2 separate regions of the Mus musculus genome follow, and region 2 is linked to region 1. Evidence: chromatin contacts called from public Hi-C data. All regions are on one chromosome and are shown on one strand. Each heading gives the region's core, a stretch centred on a gene start, on an enhancer-like site or on the middle of the called end of the contact. The rest is flanking DNA. Distances are from core to core; before and after follow the strand shown. Region 1 holds the start of Borcs5 (BLOC-1 related complex subunit 5). Region 2 overlaps 1700055D16Rik (RIKEN cDNA 1700055D16 gene).

The links. Hi-C and Micro-C count contacts between places; a contact is called where the count stands out from the background.
Region 2: a contact with region 1 is called in a Hi-C map of epidermal suprabasal cells, with 2.6 times the contacts expected there. The contact joins the enhancer-like site here to the promoter of Borcs5 in region 1. A contact is called at or near these places in 29 of 39 promoter capture datasets (the 3T3-L1 cell line, 3T3-L1-derived adipocytes, the C10 cell line and 18 more), 9 of 15 datasets of contacts at CTCF or cohesin (CD8 T cells, the G1E-ER4 cell line, embryonic stem cells and 4 more), 110 of 484 Hi-C or Micro-C datasets (B cells, the Ba/F3 cell line, the C2C12 cell line and 56 more), 46 of 115 datasets of contacts at active chromatin or transcription factors (the 230-238 cell line, the NIH/3T3 cell line, SST interneurons and 27 more) and 4 of 9 other capture datasets (adipose tissue, embryonic stem cells, liver and 1 more).

The regions. Positions count from the first base shown.
Region 1 is chr6:134,637,069-134,643,587 of GRCm38.p6, reverse strand. It overlaps Borcs5 (BLOC-1 related complex subunit 5), which reads right to left and starts at 2,648. Exons shown (of 4, transcript NM_026371.3): 1 at 2,331-2,648. The coding sequence starts at 2,388.
Region 2 is chr6:134,814,401-134,820,919 of GRCm38.p6, reverse strand. It overlaps 1700055D16Rik (RIKEN cDNA 1700055D16 gene), which reads right to left. Exons shown (of 2, transcript NR_151454.1): 2 at 1-537. Among named protein-coding and RNA genes, the nearest start is that of Crebl2, 13 kb to the left of the region's middle. Within about 2 kb of position 3,614, at least 25 of the 459 cell types and tissues checked have an H3K27ac peak or open chromatin away from gene starts, as enhancers often do. A contact at or near this core is called in the HL-1 cell line, the SN4741 cell line and epidermal suprabasal cells, where this site is marked.

The DNA.
Region 1 (6,519 bases), core at 1,399-3,898:
TCACCAGCAACCAGAGCACTGGCTGCTCTTCCAGAAGACCTAGTTCAATTCCTAGCAGCCACATGTTGGTTCAAAACCATTGGTAACTCCAGTTCTAGTCTATCCAGTGCCCTCTTCTGGCCTTCGCAAACACTACATATATGTGGTGCAAAGCCATGATGCGGAGACAAAACACCTAGACATATAATAATAACTTTTTGTTAAAAAAAAAATTGAACGACCGTCTTGGGAGTATAGATCTATCTAGACTACATAAAGCATTGTCTGAAAGGAAGAAAAAATAGTTTTACATAACCAAATGCAGTGATTTTTCTAGTGGGGGCTGGCACAGAAAGATTATGGGGAACTTCTAACTTGTTTTTCCCTCCTTGTGGTACTGAAGATTGTACCTCTCACATACCAGGCAAGTGTCCTACCACTGAGCTATAGAGCCCTAGCCCAAAACATCTATTTTTCTCTTTTCATATATAGAATGCAAAACCCTCAAACATAACAGAAACATATAAGATGTATGAATGTCTTTCATAATCACACATTTTATCACTCAACATGCAAATCATAAGTAGGTATTTTTTTTAAAGTCTCCTTTTTAATTGTTCTGATCTGTATGTAGTTTACAGATTTGCCTAAGGTAAAACAGATTTAGGAAAGGCACTGAGGGTCTCTTGGTACAAAAGTTCTTCATAGTGTCACAGAATGCAAAGGTGCCTCTCTAGCCTATCAGAGCCAGCCAGGTGTGGAGAAAAGAGCCAAAATCTCTGGTTCCAATCCCAACTTATAAGTCTATACCTAAGGCTTCAGGGAGCTTGGTGCAGCATTTGTGCACGGAGGACAGAAACCATCAATAGGAACCATTCAGAAAATGGGAGCATTGCTTCCGGGGCATGTCAATGTAAACCTACAAGGAGTCTCTAGAACAAGATATCCTCTTACCCAAATAATTTCCTGGCTGGAACAAGAATGAATCCCTAAGCTGTCTTATTCTTGAAAGTTCTGGTAAACAGTAAACACACTCAGGCCCATCCGTCTGTCCTGAGGATAAATACCACAGAACTACTCCATCTTCCAGGAGCGAGCTTCTCCTGGTGCCTCACCGTGCTGGGGTGGGAGTGGGGGACAGATGACAACAACGATGGACCTCTGCCGCTTTTATTGCTTTTTCAGGAAAAGTTTATCTTGGCTTTGTCATTTATCTGACACTTTACAAAAGCAGTACCAGTCTTTTCTGCAACAAATTACACGATTCCTCCAGACTCAAAGGAAAAGGGACTTCAAAGCAGTTAGGCATTATTTATGCATAAAATTGGTAAAGATGTGGGCAAAAATGGGTATACTATAAACATTATCCTGGCACGGGATGTGTACGTTCTATCAGAAATGAGCCTATGCTCATTTCTATGGTTCCCGGATGAGCAACTGTCTGATAGGATGCTACACTACTTCCCCTAAAGTGTGCTTCTGGCCTGATACAGAAAAAAAAAAAGTATGAGATGAGCCATTTTTGCGGGTTTCTTAAAAACAGACGTGATACTCTAGGCCTTCCAAGGAATGAAAACATAACAAAGCTAGTAGCTGCAAGCCCCTGACTGCAGGTCTTGAAGGAACGCCCTTCAGCATGAATCATCTGTTAGCTTCCACATTTCTAAGTTGCAAAGATTACCAAGTAGAGAGCCACTCTGAGACTCTTTGGCTATGAGAGAGTTTAACTAATTAGGCTTGTAACCCTTGAGCCTATCGAGGGCCCTCTCAGAGGTTACCTAAGTAACAACAAAAGGACCAAATGGTTTTCAATTGCCAGCTGTTTTATTGAGCACTTACTACAGGTACAGGACAAAACCCTTCCAAATCCTACCCCAAATGCTAAGAGACGTCTAAAAAATGTGAACAGAAGATACACGAGAGACTGCCTGCCACCTGGCCAACTTATTTTTAAAATTATTAAAACAAAACAAAACAAAAAACCGATACCTGAGTGGCCAGAGAGCGGTGCCTGGAAATATTTGCACCCAAACACTGAGAGTGACCGCCCAGTGCTCACAGGACCCTTCTGAAAAGGTTCCTCGACACCCCGATTTTCAGAAAACCTGATCTTGGAGGACTCGGGTATGATCGATCCAGTGTGACCCAAGTCTCCACGTCAGTGTGGAGTCCAGGAACCGAACACTAAGTAGGTCGTCTTTTAGAAATTAGAGTGAAGCCGGGCAAGCCGGTTTAGGGGACTAGGACTGGGGCGGGAGGCCACGCTTTTTTTGTGTTAGGGAACACAGAGGGCCTGCACCGGGGCGGTCGGCTTCGCCAGCAACACCGGTGCGGGGAGGTGAGGCACCGACCTGAGGCGTTCAGATCGCCGGGGCGGCTCTCGGCCTCCGCGCTCTGCTCGCTGCCCATGGCCCCTGCAGCGGAGGGACACCGGGGCAGAGGCTAGGGAGAGCGGGGAGACCCCGCTGGGCCACAGACACTTGGAGAGGCGCCGCTGGAAAGCACGCCGCTCGCGTTGACAGGAGGCTCGGGACGCCGGCAGGGCTGCAGCCGCGACCGGCGGGCGGCGCTGCTGTCATTCACTGGCTCGGTGGCTTCAGCTCGCTCCTTCCGGGACGCCGATTGGCCGGGCCGGCAATGCGCGGCCTTCAGTTCCGGGTTTGGAGGTCCCGCCTCCAAACCCGAGGGGTGGGGCGGGGCAAGAGACGCGCGCTGGAGGCTGGGGCGGCGCTGCCTTAAAGGGCTAGGCTTCCCCAAGGCCAAAGATGTCCAAAAGATAAAGCCTTTTCCTACCCCCGAAGACACATTAATTACCTTTGAGCAACACATATTAAGAACCATAATGCTGGGGCTGGAGAGATGGCTCAACGGTTAAGAGCACTGACTGCTCTTCCGAAAGTCCTGAGTTCAATTCCCAGCGACCAAATGGTGGCTCACAACCATCTGTAATGGGATCTGATGCCCTCTTCTGGTGCGTTTGAAGACAGCTGTAGTGTACTCATATACATAAAAATCAATTAATAAATAAATCTTTTTAAAAAAAAAAAAAAAGAACTGTAATGCTGGTTATCTTCAAACGACTTTACAGAATGGTCTGGGTTTTTGTTTTTGAGATAGAAGTTCACTCTGTATGACCCTGGTGACCTCGAATTCTCGATCCTGGCTCAATCAACAGAAGTGCTGGGTTACAGGGTAAACCACCACCATGTCAGGCAAAAATCGGTATTTTTACACCTATTTTACCAATGAGGAAGAAAGGTAGTCTGTAGCCCTCAAATTTCAATTCACACTAGTACAGAAGCAGAGTTCTTTTCTAAACTTTGAAAGCAGGGAGTTTTGTAGTAGGAGGCCATACAGGAAATGCCAAGACTGTGTGTGTGTGTGTTTTAAGGAGTTAGAAATAAGTAAGAAATTGTTAGAATATGCTGTTTTATTGACAGATCACTATGGAACTACCAGAAGCCAGGAAGATAAACAGCTAATACAAAAAAAGGAAACTGCTTATCTGAGCCAATCTCATATAGATGGGTAGTAACCCAATGCCTTATAGGGATTCTCTCATCTGTTTCAAGATATTACAAGCAGCTTGGCTTTATGATGTATGCCTGTGTTGCTAAAATTCCTTCCTTGGGGGAGATATAAATACATCTATACCCTTCTACAGTCTCAACTACCACCGAAGTTCAATCCCTTTAAAATATCTAATATCTTGAAATTCAAAGTCTTTTTACAATTCAGTCTCCTATCTGTGGGCTCCACTAAAATACTTTCATACTTCAAGAGGGAAAAATACCAGGGCATAGTCACAATCAAAAGCAAAATCAAACTCTGACTATCCAATGTCTGGGATCCACTCTCGATGCTCTGGGCTCCTCCAAGGGCTTGTGTTACTTCTCCAGCTCAGCCCTTTGTAGCACCCACCTTGTTTTCTAGGCTCCAGATGCCTGTACACCAGTGTTGCTGTTCTCAGTGGTACTGGCATCTCCAAAACACTGCTGTTTTCTGCTACAACTGGACTGCACTTTCACTCTCATAGGCTCTTTTCATGGTGCTAAGCTTCAACTTCTCTGCATGACCCCTTTAGTCCTGGGCCTTCAACTGCCACTGTGGCTGCACCTTCACCAGTGACCTCTCCTGGCCTCTCACAGAGCCAAGCATCAGCTGCTACCCCTTCATGTTTCAAAACCAGTACCACCTGGGTGACTCTTATACATTACCAAGTATGGGTCCTACATGAGGCACAACTGTGGTTGTCTCCAGAACACAGCTTCTGTGCTCTCAGAAAACACCTTCCAGAAGATGTCACCTCAGTGATGCTGGCCTCTTCTTTATCACCGCTAATTTCGTAGCTCCAGCTAACCAGCATCAATTGCCCCAGTAATGCAAAGGTTTCGCTTTAGTAGTCCTGGTATCTTGTTAACCACAGCTGATCCTTCAGCTCCAGCTAACCAAAACCACAGAATCTTCACAATCAAAGTAGCAACAGCCCTGGTAAGATTCTTTAATATCGCTGGGCATTGGTGGCACATGCCTTTAATCCCAGCACTTGGGAGGTAGAGGCAGGCAGATTTCTGAGTTCGAGGCCAGCCTGGTCTACAGAGTGAGTTCCAGGACAGCTAGGACTACACAGAGAAACCCTGTCTTGAAAAAACAAACAAACAAACAAACAATAAAAGATTCTTTAATATCCCTCTGAAGTTTCACAAGCCAGGCCTCCATTTTCTGCACTGTTCTCAACATTATCTTCCAAGCTCCTACACAACATCCCACAGAGCTCTTAAAAACCAATGCTCTTCTAGCTCAAAGTTCCAAAGTTCTTCCACAGTCCTCCCCAAAACATGGTCAGGTTGTCACAGGAATACCCCACTATGCTGGTACCTGTTGGGAGCGACCGTGTTTGAATGTTAACTGCCTTGTTAGCCATAAGTGCTTACTTACAAAGTCTTGGCCTTAGTGGAAAAGCACTAGCTTAGTTTAGATTTCTGTGGGAAAAAGTTGAGGCCTCTATGGAAACTACTACCCCCAGTTAAGAACAAATAGCTGTAGATCTTGTGGACAGGTACCTTGCAACCCATTCTGTTCTGTTCCTCCTGCTGAACTTTTTACCTAGCCAATAGCCTGCTTTTGGGAACAGGTGCGTTCTCCCAGAAACAAAGCAATTCTGCGAAATCCCCCTCCCCATACCCTGCTTCTGTGGGCATAAAATCTGCCTGGGAACAATAAAAATTTGACAGCTTGATCAATCAGACTTGCTGTCAGTCCTTGTGCTTCTCACCTCTCGTTCTCTCCATAGGTGGTTCCCCAGACCCTGGTCGACTGTCCCAAAGGCCGGGACAGGTACCAATTTGTCCTAGTCAGGGTTTGTATTTCTGCACAAATATCATGACCAAAAGCAAGTTGGGGAGGAAATGGTTTATTCAGCTTACACTTCCATTTTGCTGTTCTTCACCAAAGGAAGTCAGGACTGGAACTTGGAGGCAGGAGCTGATGCAGAAGCCATGGAGGGGTGCTGCTTAGTGACTTGCTTCCCCTGGCTTGCTCAGTTTGCTTTCTTACAGAACCTAGGACTACCAACCCAGGGATGACACCAACCCACAATAGGCCTTCCTACCCTTGATCAGTAATTGAGAAAATGCCTTACAGCTGGATCTCATGGAGGCATTTCCTCAAGGGAGGCTCCTTTCTCTGTGATAACACCAGCTTGTGTCAAGTTGACGCACAAAACCGGGCACCCACCTATGTATACAGCTAGTATACATAGAGTCCCAGCCTTTCATGTCTTACCGATATACCCTAGCTCCACCCAGATACAATTCTCCACCCCCAAAGCCACCTTCAAGCAGAATTGCATAGAACTGCTTGTGAAGAGGGGCTGGATAGTCAGATGAGATTCCCCTTACCCCCTCTTTCCTTCCTGGAGGAAAAATAAAGTCAGAACCCCCCACTGTGGTGATCTTTGGCTAGCAGGCCCAGCTGGAATCCTGAAGATAGCAGTAGTTTGACTCAAAGTCATGTACAACAGCCTGTACTCCAGTACTCAGAGACTGTGGTGGTGGAAACAAGAGGATCAGGGTTTCAAAGTTGTCCTTGAGTACTTAGAGAGTTCAAGGCCATCCTGGTCTTCGTGACACTCATCTTAAGAGACAAAACAAGAAAAGGTCCTAAGATTTTGTGTATAAATATAGTACCAGCAGGGCCAGACTGACCTAGGACTTTGAGCTTTCTTTTGCTGTGCACAAATATGCTCTGTATCTTACCTCATTTAAACTTCACAGCTCTGAGGGCAATAAATATGCAACTTCTAAAGTTAGGAGACGGTGAAAAGTGAAATGACTTGGGCTGTGGTTTCAACGACTCAACAAGGCAATGAGAAGAATGCAAATAGATTTTTAAGTTCAGTATTTTATAGGAATAGAAAAATAGATATAAAATCTACCCAGAGATCAGCATAGGCTCCTAGAACGTGAAAGACTGTTTTGTTTGGGGTTTGGTGAACTGTGTGTTTTTGAGACGGGATCTCTATCTAGGCTAGTCTAGTGT
Region 2 (6,519 bases), core at 2,365-4,864, 180 kb before region 1:
ACTCTTATTTGCTAAATGGACATGCTGTCAAACAGCCTTCTAAAATATTTACATTTATAACCATACATTAGTGCTGCTCTCAACCTGATTACTGGTCAAAATGCTGAGGATAAGGGACTCTTGAGAGCTCACCCCCAAACGGGACGTTTATATCAGTCCTACAACCCCTCCACCCACAACTCAAGGACTGTCAAGGAAGATGGGGCAGAAATAACGCAAGAGTGGAAGGTCAGGGAGGGGTGCTGTGAAATGCTTTTATGGGCATGGCATGGCTATGGCACTCATGAGCTCACAACAGCTGTGCTTACCAGCACAAGACCTGCATGAGATCAAGTCAGTCAACATTCCAGCCTGGAGGGGAGAGGAGTTCACGAGGCTTTCCCACAGCCGAGGAACTGTTGGCAATCCACAAGTTCAATTGATGAGCAGGAGAGTCATTTTTCTTTAGGAGTGTGTCTATTGTTACGTTACCCAGGCTCCAGTGGATGGCTCCACAGTCATGTGCATGCAGGCAGTGCTAGCCAGACTCAATAGGCTCTAAAAAGAAAGACAGGAAGGTAGGAAGAGAAAATATTAGGGAAACCCAGAGGAGTAGCCATGGGGATTTCTGTTGGATACAAACAAGATACATTGTATACATGTTTGAAATTGTCAACTTGTCAAAGAATAAATTTAAAATATTCAAAACATACTCAACACACACACACACATTCACAACAAATGCACACATAGAGAGAAAGGTCTTAGTGCAATATGATGATATAATGCCTGTGATTTCAGAGCTCAGAAGGTAGAAACAGAACGACCAAGAGCAGCCTTGACAGCACGAGACCCTGTCTCAAAACACTCTAGTTAAATCAATAGGATTTTGCCACCCAGTGGAGTTTTCCTCACTGCTCTTCCTAGGGTGCTCACCTGAACTGTTTCTGCTGCATCTCTTCATGTGACGGATGAGTCACGGCTTTGCTACCCTGATTTGTTTGTTTTTATAGTACTGGTGGTTGAACAAGAGCTTTGTGCATGCTAAGCAAGCTGTTCCAACTGAGCCACGTCCTCAGCCTTTTTGTTTGTTTTGAATCTAAGAATGAAGAATCTAGCTCTTTTGCTCTCCCTCTCCCTCTCCCTCTCCCTCTCCCTCTCCCTCTCCCTCTCCCTCTCCCTCTCCCTCTCCCTCTCCCTCTCCCTCTCCCTCTCCCTCTCCCTCTCCCTCTCCCTCTCCCATCTCCATCTCTCTCTCTCACTGGCTTTCTCTCTTTTACTCTTTCTCATTCTGTAGACCAGTGGCCTTGAACTCACAGAGATCCTAGGATTAAAGGCATGCTCCACCACGGCCAGGCAAATAGTCTCTTTTTATACCTGTTTTCAGACTTGGTTTGACCAGATATCATCATCATCATCATCATCATTGTCATCATCATCATGAGTGTGAGTGTGTGTGTGTGTGTGTGTGTGTGTGTACACACGAGTGAGTACAGACGCCACAGTGTGCATATGGAGATCAGAGAGAACTTTGTGGAGCTGAGTCTCTTCTACCTTTCTGTGGGTTTGAGAGTCACACTCAAGCTATTAGGCTTTCATAGCAAGAACTTTACTGTCTGAGCCACCTTTTGGGGCCCAAACTGGTATTTTTCTAGAGCTTTCTGCTAAAAATTTTGGACAAGTAAATACAGAACTCTTCAGGGGTTTTGCATAGTTAAGTTTGTCCTTCCTTCCTTCCTTTCTCCCTCCCTCTTTGGTTTTGTTTTTTGAGAGAGGATTTCTCTTTGTAAGAGCCTTGGCTATCCTGGAACTCATATGCCAGGCTGTCTTAGAACTCCCAGAGACCCGCCTATCTCTGCCTCCCAAGTGCTGGAAATAAAGGCCTGTACCGAAGCACATACTTTCTATTGCCAGTGAACTTTGTTTCTTTTTGTTCTTTAGTTATTTAAATAATCACTATGTTTCCCTAATAAGAGAGAATAGTCAGAACTAATTAGTTCTGCTACAGGGCTCATTTTGTAATACAGCATGAGGCTTTATTTATTTATTTATTTATTTATTTATTTATTTAGAACAGGGTTTTATGTAATCCTGAATGACCTTGAACCTGCTATGTATCTGAGGATGATGTTGGGCTCCTGGTTACACAGCACCTAGCTTAACAGGAATTTTAAAGTGTGTGTGTGTGTGTGTGTGTGTGTGTGTGTGTGTGTGTGTGTGTGTGCTTATTATATGTGAGGGTGTTTATGTGGACTTCAGAGGACACCCTCTGGTATAACTGCTTGATTTCAGCTGGCTTGAGCCAGGGTCTCTTGTTTGTGGTTTCATATGCTAGGCTAGCTGTTCCACAGGCTTACCAGGATCCCCCTGTTGTTTCTTCCCATCTCCCTTTAGGAGCTCTGGGATGACCTAGCTTGTGTCAAGTTGAATAAAACGTAAATATGCTTAAGCACTTTCCCATCTCCCCAGCCATCCATCTCCTTTATAAACTGTCTTGATGCTGGGGAAGGAACCCAGACCTATAGATAACACTCTACCTCGGTGTGACATTCCAGCCCCTGGTATTGTGCTTCTTTATTCTTTGTTGTTGTTGTTTGTTTGTTTCTAGACAGGGTGTCTCTGTGTAGCCATGACTGGCCTGGAACTCACTTTGTAAAGACCAAGAGGCCCTTGAACTCAGACTTCTCTGCCACCTGAGTCCTGGGGTTAGAGGCCTGCACGACATGCTTGGCTCCTTATTAATTTTTAAGAGAATAGGCTGCTGGGAATTATTCTTTCCATGATTCTTAAAGAGTATCTCTAGCTTGCTTAGCTTTATCTTTAAAAAACTCCAGGCTCTGGCATGTCTCCTTAATTGGCATCCTTTCTCAATCAGCATGGAATTTGTTGTCCTTCTTCATTCTGTTCGTGCAGATGAAGACCGGTACCTGCTTCTTACCTGCCTGCCCTGTTGTAGCTTCCAGAGGACAGATGGTACCTCCTTTCCATCAGAACTCATTCCTCCCCACCCTAGCTCATCCCACACTGCAGGGTCCTAAGCACGGTGGGGTGTGGTCTAACTACCCTTGCTTGGCTTTTCCAGTCATATTACGTGTTTCTGCCCCACCAACTTCCCTTGTTTCTACCCCTCAGTTTGGATGTTTGGCTCTCCTGGCTGCCCAGCTCCTTTGCTCTGCCACACCCAGGCATGAGACAAGCTTCTGGAAGTTTCTCTAGCTGCCTGTAGGGTATCTAGGTCCCCAGCCAGCCCTAGGCATTTGTCTTTGTTTCCACAGGTGCTATTGCTAAGCTCGGGTCATTTGTGGGGAGTTGGGAGGAGGCTGTGACAGACTTAGACCCTCTTGGGTACCCTTCCAGGACGCTGCCTTCCCAGCTTTTCCTTTTCAGTGCCTCCAGCAGACAGGTGGTCCTCCCGCTGGTAGTAAATTCCTGGGTATTTTTACCCGGTGCTCCATAAACAAAAAGACACTGTTATTAGAAATGTCACTGTAACCAGGCGTATGAGTCATTTTCCCCATTAATCATTTTGCCAAAGAAAACAAGTTGCCATCCAAGCTTGTTTGGAGAGATGCTTGCTATGCGAAGGGAAGAAAGTTCAAGCACCTGCCTGAGGCTCCTGTCAAGGCTGGAATGACATAGCCGGTGCTCTGGTGCGTCTGAAAGCAGCCCTTCCCTGTGCAAGCTGCTGCTAGCTGTGTAGTCCACACTGAACGAGTCCATACAGGAATCTCAGTGCCAAAGCCTTGGAGAGTGAGGCCCTTCCACAGGGACTCAGAGTTAAAGAGAGGTGCAGCTTATACCTAGCTTGTCTGTATCAAGAAGTGTCATCACTACACAGACATCTTCCAGGGCAGGCAAGATGGCTCAGGGAGTAAACGTGTCTGCTGCCAAGCCTGATGACCCAAGTTTGTTCTCTCCAACCTACATGGTGGAAAGAGAGAACTGACTCCGAAAGTTGTCTTCTGACTTCCATATGTGCACTAGAGACTGGAGGATGGGGGTGGGGGTGGGGGTGGGGGTGGGAAGAACAGGATAGAGGTAGGGAGAGAGAGAGAATACATGTGCGTGTACACCCACACCAATAACTGAACACTAAACTGGGTCTCTACCCTCAAGGAGCTATAGTGGGAATGTAGAGATTCCCTTACATTCTTATAAATGAGTATTTCATGAACAGCTGCAGGATAGTGTGTTAAGATAATACAGCATAAAGAAAATAGGAAACACGGCAAGTTCAAAAAAGGAATACAAGTTTGTATGTTTGTTTGTTTTCAAGCAGGTAGGTATAGAAATATTTGTAAAGGCACAGTGGATTGGAGTAGAGTGGGGAATCCCAAACGAGCAGGTTTGGGTGTAGCAGACATCCAGAGGTAAAAATCAGTCAGGAGCTAAGGGCAAAGAAGTGGGTAAGTGACCGGTGAGGAAGCACTTTGAATGGCCAGCTTAGGAGACTGTATGTGGTTTGGGAGCCACGGTGGCATCAGTCTTTTCACGTGTGCCTAGCATTCCATGTTTCACTCAGGGCAATTTTTTGAATTATGTTTGGCCATATGTATGATATGTATAATACAGAAACAAATGTTAAAGTGCAAGGGCCTCTTCAATAACCCACGCCTGTGCGGGAACTCTGATGTAAGTCTCACCCAGGCCAATGACTTGCTTCCTGCCAGGCACTCTCTGCCCGATGGGAGCAATAAATCACAAAGTAGATATTGAGATAGCACCCCAGATAGACAGTATGGCTACCTGGCAGTGCCCAATATGTGTTTCCAAATATTTGCTTAGCTCTCCCTTCACCTACCTATTCTAACCTACTCTATTGTAATGTCCCCCAAAAGGGACAGGAACTGTGTGTGTGTGTGTCCTTGTGTGATGGAAGTAGAACCTAGAGCTTGGGCAAGCTGGGCAAAAGCCCTCGGTTACGGAGCTACACTACAGTCATTTTGGGTGGGTGGGAGGCTGAAGGAAGAGTCTCCAGGGTGGCCTCAGATTCAGTATGTGGCTGACTTTGGATTCTTGATACCCCATATCTGCTTCTCAAGAGTTGGGATTACAGACACATACCGCTATGCGAAGCTTCTGACTTTGTGTTTAGTCAATCATATATATTAGATACTGTCCTGAATCTGTGGGGTGGAACACCATATGTTCCCTTTTTTTCCTTTGAGAATTCCTGCTTTCCTTTGTTTTATTAATACAAACATGTAGAATTTCAATGATATATCTCTGTTCTTGTGTGGATTTATGTATAAGATAGAGTCCTAGTGGAAGAATTTCTTGATCACAAACACACAGCAGAGTTCTGCAAATATTGCTGTTTTGCTTTATTTAGGTTCATTTTATTATCTTGTGTGTGAGTTTTTTTGCTTGCATGTATGTAAGTACATACATACATGTATGTATGTATGTATGTATGTATGTATGTATGTATGTATGTATGCTGTAAGTACACTTCTGTGGGTACCTGATCAGAAGAGGGTGTCAGGTCCCCTGAGACTGAAGTTATAGAGGATTGTCAGCACCCACATAGGTGCTGAAGATGGAACCTGGGTCCTCTGCAAGGGCATCAAGTGTAAACTAGGTGTTATGGAGAATGCCTAAAGTCCTAGTATTGGTAGACAGTGGCAGCTGGCCTCTGAGTTCAGGGTCAGCCTGGTCTACAAAATGAATTCCAGGACAGCCAGACCTTGTCTTGGGAGTCTGGGGAAGAGCATCTAGTGCTTTTAACCACTGGGAAAACTCTCCAGTCTGCTCTTTTCTTTTATATGCATCAGAAATATGTTCTTTCATCGATATCTGTACAGTGTCCCATACGCTTATCCATGTTTGTGGAAGGAGTATTCCAGTTTTTGTGACTGGGTCTTGAGTAGCCAGGTTGGCCTTGAACTCACTCTGTATTCAAGATTGACTTATGATATTTCTGCCTCTACCTCCCAAGTGCCAGGGTCCCAGGCCTGCTCTGTGTCCCATGTCTGCTTAATGTGATGCTGAGGGAACCCAGGACTTTGTGCATGCTGGGCAAGCATGCCAGTTCTACCAACCCAGCTACATCTTCAACCCAGAAATTTACATTTTAAAGTCATGCTTATTAACAATTCCTCCATGGAGACTGAATCTTACATTTTACTCAGAGAAAGACTTCTCCATCACAAGATTATACTCAGAGACTATACATAAATTGTTTCATTTCAATAACTTTATCATTTCACTTTTATATCTAAGTGTTTACCTGGCATTTATTTATTTACTTACTTAGTTTGAGATATGGTTTTGCTATTTATCTTAGGTTGGCCTTGAACTCATTATGTAGCCTAGGTTGGGCTTGAATTTGTAACAATCCTCCTGCTTAGTTTTTCAGAGTGCTGGATTTATTTTTTTTTAAGAGAAAAAAAAAGGTATAGATTTGCTATTCCTCTGCTTTTAAATTTTTTTCATGATAACACTCCATGAATATTCTTCCTACAGATTTAGAACGGAACACACTGCCCTGCGCATAGACAGATGCTCTGCTTCTGGGTTACCCACCAGCCCTGAAATGCT